2 separate regions of the Macaca mulatta genome follow, and region 2 is linked to region 1. A link is a contact called in public Hi-C data. All regions are on one chromosome and are shown on one strand. Each heading gives the region's core, a stretch centred on a gene start, on an enhancer-like site or on the middle of the called end of the contact. The rest is flanking DNA. Distances are from core to core; before and after follow the strand shown. Region 1 holds the start of RRM2 (ribonucleotide reductase regulatory subunit M2). Region 2 overlaps GRHL1 (grainyhead like transcription factor 1).

Evidence for each region. Hi-C and Micro-C count contacts between places; a contact is called where the count stands out from the background.
Region 2: a contact with region 1 is called in a Hi-C map of cortical neurons, with 2.8 times the contacts expected there. The contact joins the enhancer-like site here to the promoter of RRM2 in region 1. A contact is called at or near these places in 6 of 14 Hi-C or Micro-C datasets (CD4 T cells, cortical neurons, fetal cortex germinal zone and 3 more).

What each region holds. Positions count from the first base shown.
Region 1 is chr13:114,700,182-114,706,801 of T2T-MMU8v2.0, reverse strand. It overlaps RRM2 (ribonucleotide reductase regulatory subunit M2), which reads left to right and starts at 3,056. Exons shown (of 14, transcript XR_013403056.1): 1 at 3,056-4,461; 2 at 4,546-4,620; 3 at 4,949-5,092; 4 at 5,303-5,419; 5 at 6,289-6,422.
Region 2 is chr13:114,836,478-114,843,097 of T2T-MMU8v2.0, reverse strand. The region is part of intron 8 of GRHL1 (grainyhead like transcription factor 1); the gene reads left to right. Among named protein-coding and RNA genes, the nearest start is that of GRHL1, 23 kb to the left of the region's middle. Within about 2 kb of position 2,712, at least 9 of the 40 cell types and tissues checked have an H3K27ac peak or open chromatin away from gene starts, as enhancers often do. A contact at or near this core is called in cortical neurons, where this site is marked.

The sequences.
Region 1 (6,620 bases), core at 1,807-4,306:
GGGCGCAAGGGCTCATGCTTGTCATCCCAGCACTTTGGGAGGCTGAGGTAGAAGGACAGCTTGACCCAGAAGTTTGAGACCAGCCTGGGCAATATAGCGAGATCTCATCTCTCTCTCTCTCTCTCTCTCTCTATAATATATATTATATATATATTATATATTTTATATATAATATATATAATGTAATTGGCAGTTCATATTAAAGTTTTTGAGAGTCTGGAATTCTGGAGTTAGTCAGACCCGGGTTCAAATCCTAGCTATATTATCACTTATGAAGTCTTCTTGCCAATAACTTTTAGCCTAAGTCTAATAACGACCACTCCCCACCTGCCTTTTTTTTTTTTTTTTTTTTTTGAGACGGAATTTCATTCTTGTTGCCCAGGTTGGAGTGCAATGGTGTGATCTCGGCTCATTGAAACCTCTGCCTCCTGGGTTCAAGCAATTCTCCTGCCTCAGCCTCCCAAGTAGTGGGAATTACAGGCGCCTGCCACCACATCTGGCTAATTTTTGTATTTTTAGTAGAGATGGGGTTTCCCTATATTGGCCAGGCTGCTCTCAAACTCCTGACCTCAGGTGATCTGCCTGCCTCAGCCTCCCAAAGTGCTGGGATTACAGGCGTGAGCCTCCAAGCAGGGCCTAATAAAGCCTTTTCACCTAACTTCCAGTGTAGAGTCCAGGGGTCAGGAAAACAAGTTAATTGACACCGTGAATAAACAATCAGGCAAATGTAGGATGTGGGACATTCTACAAGAAAACTGGCCTGTACTTCAAAGCCAATGTCGTGGGGAAAAGAAGTGGAAGAGCTTTATTAAGAGTCTAAAGCAACATAATAACCAAACGCAATGCATGTACTTAATTAGATCCTGCATAAAAAAAGTAAATCCAAAAAACTATGAGACATTTTTGAAACAATTGGAAAAACAGGAATATGGACTGGATATTAGGTGATACTGGAGTATTGTTAGTTTTCCTAGGGATAAATGTGGTATTGTGGTGATGTTAGAGAGTGTCCTTATTTTTAGGAGCTGAAACGTTTAGGGGTAATGGGTCATGATATCTATCACTTTCAAATGATCCATAAAAAAGCATAAGCCTCACACACCCACAGAGGGGGTGTCTGCCATATTTGCCATGAGGCAAATATGGCAAAATAGAAACAGCTGTTGAATCCTAGGTAGTGGGCGAATGCTAGCAATCGTTCCATTATTCTGTATGTTGAAAACATTCATAATAAAAAGTTAGGGTAGAAACGTTCTGCTGTGCAGTTGTGCTGTGCGACCTTGGGCAGTTTCCTTGCCTCTCAGGTCTTCATTTCCTCACCTATGAAACGGGGTTAAAAATACCAACCCCGGTGGGACGGTGGCTCACGCCTGTAATCTGAGCATTTTGGGAGGCCAAGGCGGGTGGAGGGCTTGAGCCCAGGGGTTCAAGACCAGCCCGGGTGACATACCGAGAACCCATCTCTACAAAAAATTTAAAAATTAGCCTGGCAGAGTGGTGCATGCCTGCAGTCCTAGCTACTTGGGAGGCTGAGGTGGGAGGATCGCTTGAGCTCGGAAAGTTGAGGCTGCAGTGAACTATGATGCAGCCACCAGCCTGGGCAACAGAGCGAGACCCTGTCTCAAAACAAAAAAACCAAAAAACTAAAACAAAACAAAACAAAACAAAAAAAACCCAGCCTCACACGATCCAGGTGCCCAGAGGCTGTGGGTGCTGCAGCCGTAATTATTATTATGACCACCTTCGGCACGGCGTCTGGTACACAGTGAGTGCTGAGCTCCCCGGGCCGCGGTTTTTCCACCCTAATGGTGGACAGGTAGGAACAGCCTTTTGGAAGTCGCGCTAACCTTGGCCAGGGACCTGCAAACCTGTCCGGGCTGGGGGCGTATGAGCGGGAGAGCGCGCAGCGGAAACGGGGCGGGGCACCTGAGGCTGGGAATGCAGAGGAGCCTTCCGGGGAACGGGGCGGGGCCTCCCGTGCAGACCAATGGTGTAGATGCAGATGTCAAAACGCGCGCTCAAGTGGCTCCCGCCAGGAATCCCGGGGCTTAGGGAGGCGGAGGGAGGATCGCTTGAGGCCAGGAGTTTGAGATCAGCCTGGGCAAACAAGCGAGACCCTTGTCTGTTCACTTAAATAAAACCAAAAAAACGAGCACCGACGGAAAAAGGAGTAAATCCCGGCGCTAGCAGCAGCCCGGCGCCTGCGGCGGCGGCGGCGGGCGCCCTCCCGGGAGTGGCTGCTTTGCCCGACCCCCCAGAGGCGGAACCTTCCGCATTGCCGCGTGGCCGTGGGCGCCGCCACCTCCGCAGCGGGGCAAAGATGCCGGACCTGGAGGGAGGAGGGCCACGCCGAGATGACTCAGGTTCAGCGCGGGAGGGGAGGATGGCGACTTCACCTGGCCTCTAACACGTACGCATCTTTCCGCGCCTTCTACAATGGCTGTTAATTACGTGGCCAGGAACTAAACTGTAAGTGAAGCCACCTCTGGCTATTTCAGTTAACAGTGAGTTTAACAGGAGCAAAAAAGCACGTGGCGCCGTAGGGCAACCAAAACCAGGGCTTTAGACGTTGATTATGGGACATTGAAATCTGAGTTGAGTATTACACCAAGAAATTATAATTTTGTTAGATAATAGCTTTATCAGCCATAAAGTAATCAATAAAAATACCAATTTCCTGGAGATGGATGCTTTAGTGTGTTTGGGGGTGAAACTGGCAATGGATGGCAAGTTGCTTTAAACAAATCATGCTACACCAAAGTTTTGGTTGTGGCTTTGTGTAAGGAATGTGATGGTCACTTATCCCTGCAACACGAGAATACTTTGAATACAAGTCCGTAGTACTTTTAAGAAATGAGAGAAACAGACCTAGATGGGGAGGGTATCTGTCCAACCCCACCCTCTATAAAGTATCTAGAAAAGGCTTTGTAAAAAGTCCCGAGTCTCTCAATAACAGCCCTGAGTGCAGCTGTTGAAGCTTTCTCAGGTTAATGATTTCTTCTTGGATCTTAAAGTTTCTTTCTCTTCCTTTATTTTTGGCATTTTGCCGTTGCAGGGCCTGGCAAATCGGAAAGCCACATAGACAATTAAATGAAAGCTGTTGCTAAGTTCCAGGCTCTACCTCAGTGTTTTCAAACTCCTCTTCAGCATATTTGATGCCCAATGAGTAGTACATTAAATCCTAGTTCTAAAATCATTCTGTGAACTTTCTCCCAGGAATTTTTGCTCAGTTTGCAATTAAAACAAGTTTTTTTTTTCTTTTTTTAATGGGGGCGGGGTCTCACTATGTTGCCAAGGCTGGTCTCCAGCTCTTGGCCTCAAACAATCCTCCTGCCTCGGCCTCCCAAAGTGCTGGGACTACAGGCGTGAGCCACCGCGCCCAGCCACAGTTTGCAATTCTTAAAGCAAGGGTGACAATAGGGGACAGGGGTCTGACAGGAGACAGGATTTCTGTGGAAAATTGCACCAAGGGCCTTCTCTCCGTGTCCTGGAGTTTGAAGGTTTACGAAGGACTGCACATTTTACATGAGTCATCTCAACGAATGCTCTCCTCACCACATTAACACCCCACGCGGTGACGAGTCCCATTTTACTCAGGGGGACGCCGAATCTGTAAGAAGCCTGGTCGCATGTCCCAGTCACAACAAAACGAGCCGCGGGGCTCAGCAGCCCTAACTTTTAGGCTGTAGGGTCCTCGCCGACCACCCCGCCCAAATGTCAGGGCTCGGGGCCCTTGCACTCCCACCCCAGGGACACAGATCGAAAGGGTCGCAGCAACGCCTCCCCCGACCCAGGAGCGTCTTCCAGGCCTTTGCACCAACCTCGTTGGCAAAGTCTCCTGCCCTGCGGCGGCGCGGCTGGGAGGAGGCGCTTTTGGGAAGCGCGCCCGCGGGCTCCAATCGCTGCGCCTCACGCAATCCCAAACGGTTCCCGGGCGAACCGGGGCCCGCGCGCGCCAACGCCGCCGAGACTCTCAGGGACTGCGGTCCTGGTCCCGTGGGACCTGTGGAGGCCCGGGCGGCGGCGCCCCCGACCCAGCCAGCGGACGGAGCGGGGGGAACCGGGAGGTCCCGGGGGGCGTCCACGGGGGTGTCCCCGGTGGTCCCCGGAAGGCGCCGGCGGAGGCTCCCGCGCTGCGCTTGAAAATCGCGCGCTGTCCCGCGGCCAGCCTGGGTGGGGTCAAGGTGCAGCCAATGGAAGGGTCGGGGGCACGGCACAGCCAATGGGAAGGGCCGGGGCGCCAAAGCGAATGGGAAGGGCCGGCACGGGAGATTTAAAGGCTGCTGGACCGAGGGGTCGCCCGTGCTTCGCGTCCCAGCCATCCTGTTCTGGCCTGTCGCTGTACTTCGCTGCGCCGCCACTATGCTCTCCGTCCGCATCCCGCTCGCGCCCATCACGAACCCGCAGCAGCTGCAGCTCTCGCCGCTGAAGGGGCTAAGCCTGGTAGACAAGGAGAACACGGTGAGCGCGCGGGGAGGGTGCTGCGGACCGGGGAGGGAGGCAGGGAAGCGAAGCCGCCTCCGACTCACACACGTCTCCCTGCAGCCGCCAGCCCTGAGCGGGGCCCGCGTCCTGGCCAGCAAGACCGCGAGGAGGATCTTCCAGGAGCCCGTGGAGCCGGTGAGTGACGGGCGTGGGGCAGAGGGGCCAGGGGCGGCCTTGGGCGTCTTGGCGCCAAAACCGCATTGTCTCCTCAGCTGTTCACACTCCCGCGCCGGTTCCTTTCCCGCCTACGCGGCCCCTCCCCAGGGCGACCTCCCGTGCCCCTCGGCCCATTTCCCGGTTTGGGCGTGCGCTCCTCTGCTGCGACCCACGGAGTGCGACGGGACAGCCACGTTTTCACATCGGGTCCCATGAAATTGCCGCCCATGGAACGGACTTGGTGAGAAAAACATTAGTTTCATATGGTTCGCCCCGTACTTGAATGTTTTATTTTCTTCCCCAACAGAAAACTAAAGCAGCTGCCCCCGGCGTGGAGGATGAACCGCTGCTGAGAGAAAACCCCCGCCGCTTTGTCATCTTCCCCATCGAGTACCATGATATCTGGCAGATGTATAAGAAGGCGGAGGCTTCCTTCTGGACTGCCGAGGAGGTAATCGGAGGACCCCCGAAGACCCCTGCAGGGGGGACCGTGACACCTCAGACATAAATGCACTTGGAGGTTCCCGTTGGCAAGGGGGGCTAACTGTGGGGCATAGTTAGTTAGTGGTGCCAGCACACTTAAAGTTTCAGAGAGCTCGGTGTGAGTCCTGCAAGCTTCGCTGTCTTCCTTTTATGCTAAAATTGTGACTCCGAACCTCAGGTGGACCTGTCCAAGGACATTCAGCACTGGGAATCCCTGAAGCCCGAGGAGAGATATTTTATATCCCATGTTCTGGCTTTCTTTGCAGCAAGTGATGGCATAGTAAATGAAAACTTGGTGAGTTTCTCAAATATCTTTCGTTCATTTGACATTGACGATCTGAGGTCGAACTAGTTCGCTCTCCTTGTCTTGTACGTTTTTCCATTTTTCCATGCTGAGTGTCTCTGTGTCTGTAAGCTGGGTTTTATATTACATGGCAGTTCCTGTTTTGTAACACTTTGCAGTTCTTTCTTATGGTATTTTCCTGACTCTAGAGAAGCTGAGACAATATTAAGTGGTAGCAATAGGAGGACTCCTTGTGGCCACCAATTTGCTCCCTCCTTTTTTTTTTTTTTTTTTTGAGACAGTCTCACTCTGGCCCAGGCTGGAGTGCAGTGGTGCGATCTTGGCTCGCTGCAACCTCTGCCTCCTAGGTTCAAGCAATTCTCCTCCCTCAGCCTCATGAGTAGCTGGGATTACAGACCTGCGCCACCTGCCGGCTAATTTCTGTATTTTTAGTAGAGACAGGGTTTCACCACGTTGGCCAGGCTGGTCTCGAACTGATGACCTCAGGTGATCTGCCCACCTTGGCCTCCCAAAGTGCTGGGATTACAGGCGTGAGCCACCACGCCTGGCTCTGCTCCCTCCTTTTTGGGGCTTTGCTGTTTTAATCATAATTTGGTTGTATCTCTTATTGGGAATGGATCTTTCTTGATAAATCAGGAAATCATTGAGTGCTCACAGAAATCTTATTTTATATGTATCTATTTCCTGATCTGTAGGTTGAGTATATGATATAAAATATCACAGAACTGTGACGAATTGGATGAAATATATATAGAAATAAACCTTATAATGGTACAAAGAGTGCGATGCTACCAGTATCTGTTGAGCGTTGCTGCTGTTAGTTTTTTCTCAAGCTTAACTTTGATGTGTTTTGCCACTAGGTGGAGCGATTTAGCCAAGAAGTTCAGATTACAGAAGCCCGCTGTTTCTATGGCTTCCAAATTGCCATGGAAAACATACATTCTGAAATGTATAGTCTTCTTATTGACACTTACATAAAAGATCCCAAAGAAAGGTGAGTATTCAAGTGGTATGCCAAGATTTTTAGGACTCATTAATTGTTGATTTATTACAAATTTTTACTTCATGTAGGGATAAAAATGACTCCAGAATGACTAAGCAGTCAGTCATAGACATTCCCAGCACCTGTGGTCATGTCTGCTCTTAGCAAGGGGCCTAAATTCACTTTATTATTCACTTAGAGTTGTGAAGG
Region 2 (6,620 bases), core at 1,463-3,962, 140 kb before region 1:
GTCCCTGTCCATTTTTTCCCTTCAGTGTGGTGTCTCAGCCTGTGGAGAAGAAGAAGGGGCAGTCAGAGACAGGACAAAATCAGAGAGCCTTGTTTCCTGGGGGAAGAAAACCCTGTCAAATCAGAGGACGCTGTGCTTTTGCTTTTAATTATGATCTATCAGCTCTAAGAAGGAACTCTGAGGCCTTTGGAAGGGTTGTCCTTCAGAGTCCAATGGTTTATGTCATGGAAAGACTCATGTTACAAAGGAAAGAGGATTAAAGTAGAATTTGGAGCCCAGCTAAGTACCAAGAAGCTTTTCTGTGGGGGAGTCTGTGTTTGGATGGGAAATCAGTATCTCTCTGTTTTGTCTCCTTGTCTCGGCAAAAGCCGATAGAGTTCTTGGTGAGGGATTATTGAGGCTTGTAGAGTCCATTCTGTAAAAGGGGGGTGTAACCATCCTGGTAACCTGAACGAAAGTCTTTCTGCTTCTGGGATGCAGGTTTATGAGTTTAATAAGTTTGTTGTTTTGTCTAAGCCTAATATTTGGAATTCATTGTGAGAGTAATTTTTAGTTTGTTTGGACTGAACATATTGCTTGCATTTAGAAGGATTCCATTCTAGTGAAGCACCCATCAAGTGTGCCATTAAAATAAGGTGTTGCCACGTTTGGTTCCATTAGGCAGGGACAGGTTTGGTTTGTTTCACAACTTTAAATTTCCAGTGTGATGGGAGGAAGGAGGGGGGAGAGAAGTGAGTCAAACATCCTACTTGCAATTGCAATTAAATGAAGACAGGAGATTTAAAACTAAAGGTATACTCCCTGGCCTAAGTAGAAAAAGATGTCAGGAAGCACTGTTACTTTTAAAATGCAGGAGAAGAGGCTTTTAGTGTCTAGGCAGATCACGAAGCTGACTAGACTGAGCTGGATTATTCATGCATTTCTATCCTTAAACCCCAAGGAAAACCCAAGGTATAGCCGTGGAGGCTTCTGAATTGAGATTTGTTTGATCCCAGGGGTTTTCTCTTACGCAGTTTAACAATACATACCTGTTAAAAGAAAAAATGAAATGTTTTGTACCAGAGTCGAGATAGTCACATTCCTTTATACGGAATGAGTAGTTTTTAGAGTTGTAGCTTGATCAGTATTGGAAATAACAAGAAAACTTCCTCGATTGGAAGTTTGTAGAGAATGCCTTTAATTAGCTGATATAGAATAAAGTCTTTATTTAGCAATTGGACATTTTTCTTTGACGAAGCTGCTGTTTTCGGGGTGATTGTGAGGATGATTTCTCCTAGAAACTTCTCGTTTTTTTTAAAGCTAAGTCTGTTGGACTTTGGCTTGAAGACATGTTCCATGCAGATGTAAAATAAAGTCCATCGAACCACGGTAGAACTTGGAATCCACAGGTAACGAAGCGTACATTTGTCATCGCGCAGGCCGGGGGGTAAGGGCCAAGCGGAAGCTGTCTCTGGACCAGGGAGGGACTTGGCAGCTGAAGAAAGCTGTAGTTTGGTAGTGAAACTTGCGTCTTGTGAAACGGATTTCAAGCACCCATGTCTGTGTAGCCTGCATCTGGGCTGCTACTTGAATTCCTTTTTCTTTTTTTTTTTGGTTGAATTTTCCCCCTTCCTCCACCCTGCCACTGTCAAGAAACAATTGACTCCTCTATAAAACTTTCTTTTTTGATAGCTTGTCACCTTAACCCTCCTTCTCCTAGGTCCTTCCTGGAAATTCTATCTGTGGTAGCTTTCTCAAGCTGTCTTTTCAACCAGTTTTGCTACTTGGAAACTAAAGCAGAGAGCCTGACTGTGACCTGACATCATTAGTAGTAACTGAACTTACCCAGCACAGCAGTTTCAAGGCAGCATGGGGCCTTGGAGTTCAGATTTCTTTTATGTGGAGCTCTTCTGCACGCAAGACCCTCAATCCTTTAGTAAATACAGGGCACTCCCTACATTAACTTAGGGATTTTGTTTTTAGCTTTTCCTTGTAAATGAAAGAGAACTTCTGATTGGAAGGCAGCCTGCCCGCCAGCTCTTCCTTTCTGGCCCATGGGCTTGCCTGCCCTGTTCCGTGCCTGGTGAGGATGGAATGTGGCCTGTGTGCCTTGTGTCACACCTGCATCCAGTTCTGCATATTTCAGAACAAACACTGTACTTACTTGGGACAACAGGTGCCAAATCACTGTATATGCCAAGTGTCCTTAGGTTCACCAGGTCCTGCTTACAGGACCGTGACACGGGAGAAGAGTGTGCAGGTACCTCCACAGTGGTGGTGTGTTTTTTTTGGGTTTTTTTTTTTTTGTCTCTCTTTTTATCTCTGTGACTTTTTCCCTGGCTCCCTACACTCCACAGAAACCAAGCCCATATGTGGGCGGTGTGGGAAGGTGGTGCTGAGGCAACAGCCAGGCTGCTGACTCGTTCTTGTTTTTCTTCAGGGAAACGCCCCACATAGATGTGGGAAGATTTCAAGTTAGTGCCTCTTTATTCCCACATCCCTGTCCTCCCTGCCCGCCTCCTGCCAATTCTTTTTCTTTTTCCTTGATGGTGATTGGATAGTCTGAGAAATAACACAAATGCTGGCTGCCACTGGAAGTCTTTTATTTCTTGGGGGTAGCATTCTTCCCTGGGATAGGCTGGTCTCCTCCCACCATCAGAGCAGGCATGCTGGGGTTCTCTGAGTGGGACTGGGTTCTGCTTCTGAGTCTGTGACTCAGTCCCCAATATCTTCTTGGGCCACATGAATTAATGGAGCCCACACAGATGGAGGACTAGCAGGGGACCACAAGGCCCAGAGAGAAGGAAGGTCATCAGTGTTTGTTTGTTTATTTTGGGTTGGGGAAGGAATGCTATGATGATTATGTGTCTGCCATATCATACTTAGTAAAATGTTCCTGAACAATCTGACTTTGATTTGTTAAACTATTTCCCACTCTCCTGGCTTCAGTTGAATTGTATAACTGTATATAAATGTCTTAGAAAATGGTGATTTCATTCTCTTTTAGTGCTGTTGGATTTGGGGTTAGAATAACTACATTATGGACCTCACATTTTAATTTTGGTTGTTAGGTTTCTATTAACTCTCTTAGAGCAATCTTTTTCACTGATTTAGAGAATTAAAGTAGAAATTTCCCTAGGGTTTCTACATTCAATTTAGTAGATTGATTACTTTCTGAAATGATATTATGCGGCGTTTGACTAAATTGAATTTATTTATTTATTTATTTTATTTTATTTTATTTTATTTTTTGAGACGGAGTCTGGCTCTGTCGCCCGGGCTGGAGTGCAGTGGCCAGATCTCAGCTCACTGCAAGCTCCGCCCCCCGGGTTTACGCCATTCTCCTGCCTCAGCCTCCCGAGTAGCTGGGACTACAGGCGTCCGCCGCCTCGCCTGGCTAGTTTTTTTTTGTATTTTTTAGTAGAGACGGGGTTTCACCGTGTTCGCCAGGATGGTCTCCATCTCCTGACCTAGTGATCCGCCCGTCTCGGCCTCCCAAAGTGCTGGGATTACAGGCTTGAGCCACTGCGCCCGGCCCTAAATTGAATTTAAATACTAGGATGGGTTAAAGTGATAAAGACTCCCAGAGGCAACTGGGCCTGTGTCCACGACCGCTGCTGCTGTCTCATGGAGCCACGTCACCAGCTAGACTCATGACTTATGTGAAGTCAAAGAGGAAGTTTGAAACAGCCTAGCTCTGTGGTTCGAAATGCAGAGACCTTTAATTTCATGCCTCGTGACCAAAAAGCAACCTGCTCAGAACCATTCGGGGTTCGCCCTTTTCTCTACGTTCGTCTACTTCACCAAACAATTTTTCCACAAGGTACTTCTCTGGCTTTCTATTTGTCACTGTTGCAGTGTGGTTTTGAGAAAAGAGCCTTGAGGTTGGAATCAGGAGACTTGGGTCCTGGCCTTGGCTTTGTCACCTGTTTAACTGTGTGTCTTTTGCCATCTATATCTTCAAAGCCTGAGGCTCAGTCACAGCTTGACACCGTCTCTTTTGAGTTTAAAGATACTGATAGCCAGAGACTGTGCGCTGTGTGATATTCTTGTGAAAGGTGAATGTTTTTAGGGTAGGCAGTGAGGATAAGTGCATTTCTCTCCACAAATTAAATTCACTTGTTAAAGTTCACATTCCTGACTACTCTCTTTAGACTACACGGTTAGCATGCTTTATTGGAATTGTGTCTTGGTTTGTAGTGTTGATGATAAAGCTCAAAAGGAGTGGGTGAGTTGGGGATTTTATAAAACTGATTCTCAGTTACTTTCCTTATACCTGCTGTGAAATGAACCTCTGATGGTGATCTCTGTTTTGAGCACAGTGGGTTTTTTTGTTTGTTTGTTTTGTTTTGTTTTGTCTTTTTCCTCCTTGTTTTCTCTTTGAGGACTAACTTGGCGGAAGCAGCCAAGTGTGAACAGCGCTGATGTGGCTGCCGCAGTGCTTCCTGGAGGAATCATTATAAATTCAAGATCTGATTTCTTGTTGGTTTCCGTGCTTGAGAGCATTTAGAATAAAAGTCTGTATCAGTTAATCCTTTGATCATTTAAATCATCTTATTTTGTTTTCCTCTCATTTTCAAACTGAGGTTTGAAAACAAAATTAAATACTTTGAAACATTCTAAGGGCATAAATTATTGGTCAGGAATGAGGAACTGTCCTTAGAAAAATGGGCTAGACGTTTTAAAAGGAATCTTGTAGAGCACCTTGGATTGTTCAGCAGTTTATGTTTGTGGTTAGTTTTTTTCTCTTCCAATAATTTGGGTGGGAATAATATTAGTTGCTCATCTTTTGACATTAATGTTCTAATTATTTGAATACAAATGTTTTCTCTCAAAATAAGTGGGAAGCATGAAAACAGAAAAGGTCATCTTTTGAGTTCTTAAAGTTTTATGTCAGAGATCTTCACATCTTTCTAGAGAAGGAAGGTTGTAAATCTTCAGCCTACTCCGATTCTGAAATGGGGCTTTTTAAGCGTGTGTGTGTGTATACATGCACTCCCATATGTTTTATAAAGGAGGAGTTGGATGTGTCCTCATTCATCGTACTTTTTACCTCTTTCCCATCCTCTGTAAAGATAGTGGAGTGTTTTCTGTAATCACATTGATACTATTTGTCTGCAGGATAGGAACAGTCCGAGCCTGGTTTTACCTGGATTTGGGTGAATAGCCCTGTGCTCTTGCTCACTCGGGGCTCCCCATTAGGTAGAATCCATGCAAAGTGTTAAAACTGAGGAACAAAGTGTGCCCATCTTGTTGCTCCCACTGGACCCAAGGGAGAGCTCTGGCTTGTGTTTCTACACTCGCCTTATATGTATGCCAGCAGGTTTTTAACATTAAACAAAACTGTTTAGTTGCAGACTAAAGAAGGCCGCCTCCTGACCATGAAGCTCCCCAGAAGCTGCACTTCTCCCTCAGAACTTGCCTGGTCCCTCCATGAGCGTGGGCTGTGCTGATAGGGACAGTGTGTTTCCACAGGGGAGCGATGCATGGGCACAGCACACACTGGATGTCTTGCCAGGAAGTCACTTATGCGGAAAGTGGAAATACTCAATTACAAACAGAGAAATACACCTCCTCCCTGTTTACTCCATCATGATGATGTAAGGATAAATTAATGTCCAAGCAACTTAGAGGATGGTTTAGATCAGTGGTCAGCAGATGACACCTCTGAGGCTGGGCCAGCTAGCTGCCTGTTTATATAAATCAAGTTTTATCAAAACACCACCACACTCATATCCGTGGCTACTTTTATACTATTACTGCAGAGTTGGGTAGTTGCATGTGGCCCACGGATGTGAAAATACTATCGGGCCCTTTACAGAAAAATAGTTGCTTCTGGTTTAGATAAGGGGATAAAAAATATTTTATATATCTACTTTGTACTTATTCTTAGGCATACTTATTCAATACCCAGTATGTATTTTCCTCCTTTTATTAAAAGCATATGTTAAGCATATGTTATGATCCAGGCATGAGACATAGAGATGATTATTAAGACAGGGTCGGCCAGGCGCGGTGGCTCAAGCCTGTAATCCCAGCACTTTGGGAGGCCGAGACGGGCGGATCACGAGGTCAGGAAATCGAGACCATCCTGGCTAACATGGTGAAACCCCGTCTCTACTAAAAATACAAGAAAATTAGCCAGGCGAGGTGGCGGGCGCCTGTAGTCCCAGCTACTCGGGAGGCTGAGGCAGGAGAATGGCGTGAACCCGGCGGGGCGGAGCTTGCAGTGAGCCGAGATCGCGCCACTGCACTCCAGCCTGGGGCACAGAGCAAGACTCCGTCTCAGAAAAAAAAAAAAAAAAAAAAAAAGACAGGGTCATCTCAAGGAGGTTGCCATTTAGTGAGGAAGGCAACACATCATGCTTTGTCCTGTGGTTCAGAGTTACAACCTCAGCCTTCAGCTGAACACACAAGTTCACCACAAATGCCAATCCCTATGAAATCAAACATAACATGAGTAATAAAAATAAGCGGGAGAGTTTAATATGTGTGTAATTGGTTTTTTTTTTTTCCTGGTTAATATCTTAAGAACTTTTGAGTATATGAGGATTTGCATGATCTTATTGAATAGCAGGGTTGAACAAAATGGCTTTAATCTAGATCTTTCTGTATGTGTGTGCCACTTTTGCCTATATATC